2 separate regions of the Sus scrofa genome follow, and region 1 is linked to region 2. The links are chromatin contacts, called in public Hi-C maps. All regions are on one chromosome and are shown on one strand. Each heading gives the region's core, a stretch centred on a gene start, on an enhancer-like site or on the middle of the called end of the contact. The rest is flanking DNA. Distances are from core to core; before and after follow the strand shown. Region 1 overlaps RBMS1 (RNA-binding motif, single-stranded-interacting protein 1). Region 2 overlaps RBMS1 (RNA-binding motif, single-stranded-interacting protein 1).

Region 1 (2,700 bases), core at 177-2,676, 68 kb after region 2:
GCATTACATTTTTTTTTGTAAGTCCATATGTTTAAATGAATAATGTGGAGCCAAAATACATTTCTATTTATTAGAGCACTACTACGTTTAACACCAGGTTTTGTTGTGGCTGCTGCCATTTAATAAGTGTTAAATAACAACAGCTATATTGATTCATTATTTTACTACAGAATTTAGTTTGCTCCCTTTAATTTTTTTACCTTGTCCTAACTCCATGAAAAGCTTGCTTCTTTCCTCATGGTATGCCTATCCTATTTTTAAAATTTACCAAGCTTTTAGAATGTATTAAGTGAAGAATTCTCTACAGATGCGAGTTTAAAAACAAACACCCACCAAACACCTACAGATGTCCAAGAAGGGAAAAAAATGTTTATTTTTCTGAGAAAGGCAAAGACAGCATCTCCGAAAATCAAATGTACAAACAAGACAAAGGAAAGAATTCAGGAAATCATCATGCATATACTAATAATCAAATCTGTCCATTTTCAAACAAATTAAAAGGTAGGATTTTTTCATCAATAAGAGTGATAAATGCTCTTTTTTCCCTACTCCAATCATTATAGAGAGTTGAAAGGCTTTCTTTTCCTCAAAGAGAAAGCAAACTCTGCTAACAACAGTAAACACAGGAACAACCGTTTTAAAATATGATGTGATGCTCTTTTCTACTTCTTTTGGATTTTTAAATTTTTTTAATGTGGTTGAGAGCCTCATTTTCAAGCTCCAGATCCTTACCCTTTTGGAGGCTGCCCCCACCTTCTAAACAAAGTCCATTCTTAGAGGCTGTGTCAAGGTCTCCCAGGATCACACAGAGCCTCCCAGGACCACCCGCTGTTGCCTGCTCTGTAGGGACATTAATAATAATAACACCTTAGAAGGATTAACAACAACAACCCTGTGGAGTGGCCACTATTATCTTTATTTAACAGAAACCCGAGGCTTTGGGAGGTTAAGTGAAAGAGCAAGCAAGTGACAGAGTCAGGACTTAAGCCAGGGTTGTTCAATTAGGTTGAGTGGTGGTTAAAGAAGTTAAAATGTGAAATCTGCACTACCAGGGCTCAAGGAATATGCTAGGAGGCAAGATTTTAAGAGGAAAATATGGGAATAATATGGTTTACAATTATGATGTCTTGTATAACTTGTTTGAAAAAGTGAGTTGGGTTCCCCAGAGATACAGGTGCTGGATTTAGCAAATAAAAACACAGGGTACTACACGATATTTGGGACATACTTATACTAGAACAGTATTTGTTGTTTTTCTGAAATTCTCATTTAACTTGGTGTCCCGTGTGCTGTGTGACAACCCTAGGGCAAAGGCCTTTATGAAACAAACAAAAAAACACTAATAAATTACAGAGCTACACTTCCCAAAGCTGAAATCTGGGCTGTTCTGTGAACCACATGTCTTTGGGAGGCCAAGTAAAGGGAAGTGTGGTGGGACTACAGCTGCTCTTGACCGGGCTTCCTTCTTTTTTTCCTGGTAGCAGACATAGCCCTTGACTCCAGAGACCTAGCTTTCACCAACCTGGCCATTTAAATTCACCGCTTCAAAGTACCTGACCCTTTTCTACTTTATATGAATGCTGGGAAGATTAAATATAGCTGAGGTTGGGAGGGGATAGCATATATATGTGTGTGTGTGTGTATATATATATGTGTGTATGTATATATATACATACACACATATCTTAAAAAATTTATTTATGGGCAGAGTGCTTTGGAAATGTATTCTCAGAAATTTGGATAAGGCAGACTCCCCTCCCACCACCTAGAACGGGCTTGAAAAGTATTACCAATATATGGCGAGCCCAGCTGACTGCAGTCTCTGTAAGGAAGGAAAGAACAACGGGAAATGTGTTCAAAACATGAAATGAACTATGGAAAATGTAGGGAGATGCCAAAAGGGATGCGTTGCAGAGAAACTGGATGATCACTGCTGGTGAATTTCATACTTTCCAAGTGCCAGTGGATACCTATTTCAGTCCTACTGAATTACAAACACATTGACAGAACCTACTATAGAAACAGGGCAAGACCTTTGTATGTATACCCATGTAATGTTCTGCTCATTTCCCGATCTGTGGCTTGAAAAGGTTTACCTTCTTTAAGAAAAAAAAAAAAAAAAATCAACAAATTGGGCCTGGGCTCAGACAGTGTTCTTTGAAACATTTCTCGGAACAACTTTAATCCTCAAACTTTAACAAAACCCAATCTACTACACAAAAATTGCTGTGAAAAGAAACTGCTTGGAGGGGATTAATCAACAGCTTTGTATGTCATCCTCTAACAAGGCCAAACACTGAATCACTGTTGAATTCTTCACGTGCAGCTACACCCAGTTAATCTTCAAGAAAGCAGCAAACTATGTAAATGTATTTAAACTGAGGAGATAAGTACTTCACTCATCAAAAGTTAGCAACACTGAACAAACATAGCTATAGGGTGGTAAGATCATTTGTAAAGAAATGAAACACACACACACGAAAATTCCGGTACTCACACCCCTACCCTAAAGACCCCACTGAAAACCACCAGGCAAAAAAGGACTTGCTACACGCCTCAATTTGTAAACACCAAAGTATATGACTTATGTCAATTACTTCAAGAAAGCAATTCCCAAATGACGTAAGGAATTGGAGGGGAAAGCAGCTAATAAAAGAATTCAAAATAAGATGAAAATATATACTGTCTCTATTTAAAGGC
Region 2 (2,700 bases), core at 140-2,639:
ACACACACACACACACACACACACACACCCAGTAACAGAGAACTGTGTCAGAGTCTGTAGAAACTGAATGTATTAAACTCCAACACCGAAAATCATCAAGGCCTGCTTCATTCAAAACAAGAACAACGTGACAGAGAGTAAAAGTAAACGTACTCTCTGAAGCAAAGAGGGTTATCTGAAACTATTAAAACGGAGTGTGCAAACTACCTAGAAATTTCTCCTGATTCTGACATGAGCTGAAAACGGCAGGAGTCAAATTGGACATTTCCTAGACTGAACACGAATGTTGGCTTTGATCCAGAACATGGCACCAGCATATTGATTTCCAAATGCTGTCAGGCCATCCTTTTCTAAAGTAATAAATCCTGACTGCCCCACGACCTTGAAAAGCCGGTGTGAAGAACAGACAGAAAAGGAAAATGATATCTATTTTACTCACTTCAGTTCTAAGAAATCTGGGGATGTGATACAAATGTATCATTAGTAAAAAATACACTTGGGCTGGATAGGCAAGGGAATGCTAATGTAGCCTGCCAGCACAGTTGATGTTTCTAAACTTAGATGTTTCATTCAAGGGTCACTCGTGACAATGGTCACGTCTCTTCAGGGCGGATCTAATGGAAAAGGATAAATAGGGCTCCAATGCTGGTTTCCTACTGATCTGCTCCAAATAAGACTATCCTTAGACACTGCAGATAAAGATAAGCAATCATTCCAAAGACAGAGCAATACCGCTCTAAAAATTTCTAATCTTAAAGCTTAAGAAAATCAGAGAAGAATTATCTTTATGTGGGAAAAAAAAAAAAAATGGAGCCAAAGTGAGCCAAAAGCTGTTAAATTACTTTAGTATCAGTTTCACAAAATTTCCATATTTCAATGAAGGTAATAAGACTCTCTCTCTCATGATAGCTTAAATTTGCTGCATCTTCCAGAATGTACAAGTATGAGTGCTGTGAATAAAGACTGGGGCTAAAAGTACTTCTTATTTACATGACATAATCAGGATTTCCCAATCTTGTTGTTTTGAGAAATCTTGCATCATAGGAGAGGCGCTAATGGAAAGGGGACATATCATTCCCATTCTTTAAAAGAACAAAAAAAACCTAGATTCTAGAAAGGCAGGTAAGGCTTATGGAGCTAAAGCAAAATTCCAGAATGGACTGGATAGAGAGACTGGTGAAAAGAACAGGCACCAGAGAAGTCCTTCCCAGGAAGACACCCATGGTGAAACTTTTGCTCTTTCTACCCTGGGGAGTAGTGAGGAAGTCAAGGTTGCTCAGAAATGCTACAAAGTATATTTTGCTTTGAGCTAAATAAAAATCATTATTTGCTGGTGGATTAGACAAGGACATCTGGGAAGAGGAAATGTGGTTTGGATGAGTGGGTAACTAGCTAAACAAGTGACTGAGCTAGTCTGATGGTCAAGGCCGACGCATGTAGGGATGTGTCACAAGGCTCTGTTCTTGGCCAGAACTTTTTCAACATCTAAAAATTGGCACAAATCGGGTCACTGACTGCACTCTTATTAAATATATGAATGTTCCAAAGCTAGTGGGGAATGGTGAATGTAAGGTGGTAGAAATAGTGCTTGGAAATTATTTCAATAGGCTAGAATGAATTCTTGGCCAAAGCCAACACTATAATATTTAATAGGGAAAAATAAGCCTTACGTATAAGTTCCAAAGGGAGGGATAATCAACTGTATAACTTTAGGGAAAGCCTTGGTTTCTCACATGAAAATACCTGGCTTTTCTGGCAAGGAACAAATTCAAGTTCTCTAGATGAAACAGATATAGGTTGCACTGAGAAAAATATACGATCCTGATCTTAGAAAGAAATTATGCTTTGGGGGCTCTTTGCTCACCATCTTCTGACCCCCATAGTGATGGGCTGAACTGGGTACCCCCAAAAGATATGTCCAAGTCCTAAGCTCCAGTGACTGTGAATGTGGTCTGATTTGGACATAGGGTCTTTGCAGATATAACTGAATTAAGATAAGGCCATTAGGGTAGGCCCACATCCAATGTTACAGGTGTCCTTCTAAGAGGGAATCTGGACCCAGACAGAATCACAGGGAGAAGGTATGTGTTGACTGAGATGAGCCCGGGGATGCAGCTGTGAACCAGAGCACTAAGAACTGCAGGCAAAGCACCACCAGCTGTACGGGGAAGGATTCTCCCTTAAGCTTTCAGAGGGAACATGGTTCTACTGACACCTTAATTTTGGACTTCTAGCCTCTAAAACTGTGGGATAATAACACATTATTTTAAGTCATCAAGTTTGTGGTACTCTGCAACAGCAACCCTGGGAATTCACACAGCTCCAGCTGCCTTTTGATCCTGTATAAGGCCCTGCGCTTGTCCTGCTCCATCTTCATCTTCTGCCCTTCAAGAAGTTACTTCACTGGGGAAATTCAGTCTCATTCTGCAAGGCTCAGTTTCATGGTTCTCTCCAGTAGCAGCAAGCCTTCTCTGACCTTCCCTGACCAAGCTAAGCGCTGCCTCTGCACTGGCCCGAGGCAGTGGGTCCTCAGTGTTCTTGGTGCAGCCCTCGGCCCGCTGCTACACCAACCCCATGTCTGCATCCGCATCACATCAGTCTGTGTTCCCTCAGACTGCTTTCCTCTTAGCATCTCAGGCCCTGGCATAGTGCCTGGCAAAAAATAATCAGTCAAAATTTAGGAGGAAGGAACGGAGGAAT

Evidence for each region. A called contact is a pair of places that touch in the nucleus more often than the background predicts.
Region 1: a contact with region 2 is called in a Hi-C map of alveolar macrophages, with 2.4 times the contacts expected there. The contact joins two enhancer-like sites. A contact is called at or near these places in 18 of 47 Hi-C or Micro-C datasets (alveolar macrophages, blood, embryonic fibroblasts and 11 more) and 2 of 2 datasets of contacts at active chromatin or transcription factors (alveolar macrophages and skeletal muscle).

What each region holds. Positions count from the first base shown.
Region 1 is chr15:67,314,620-67,317,319 of Sscrofa11.1, forward strand. The region is part of intron 1 of RBMS1 (RNA-binding motif, single-stranded-interacting protein 1); the gene reads right to left. Among named protein-coding and RNA genes, the nearest start is that of RBMS1, 93 kb to the right of the region's middle. Within about 2 kb of position 1,427, at least 6 of the 83 cell types and tissues checked have an H3K27ac peak or open chromatin away from gene starts, as enhancers often do. A contact at or near this core is called in alveolar macrophages, omental adipose tissue and retroperitoneal adipose tissue, where this site is marked.
Region 2 is chr15:67,246,487-67,249,186 of Sscrofa11.1, forward strand. All of the region lies in intron 2 of RBMS1 (RNA-binding motif, single-stranded-interacting protein 1), which reads right to left. Among named protein-coding and RNA genes, the nearest start is that of ITGB6, 130 kb to the left of the region's middle. Within about 2 kb of position 1,390, at least 15 of the 83 cell types and tissues checked have an H3K27ac peak or open chromatin away from gene starts, as enhancers often do. A contact at or near this core is called in alveolar macrophages, omental adipose tissue and retroperitoneal adipose tissue, where this site is marked.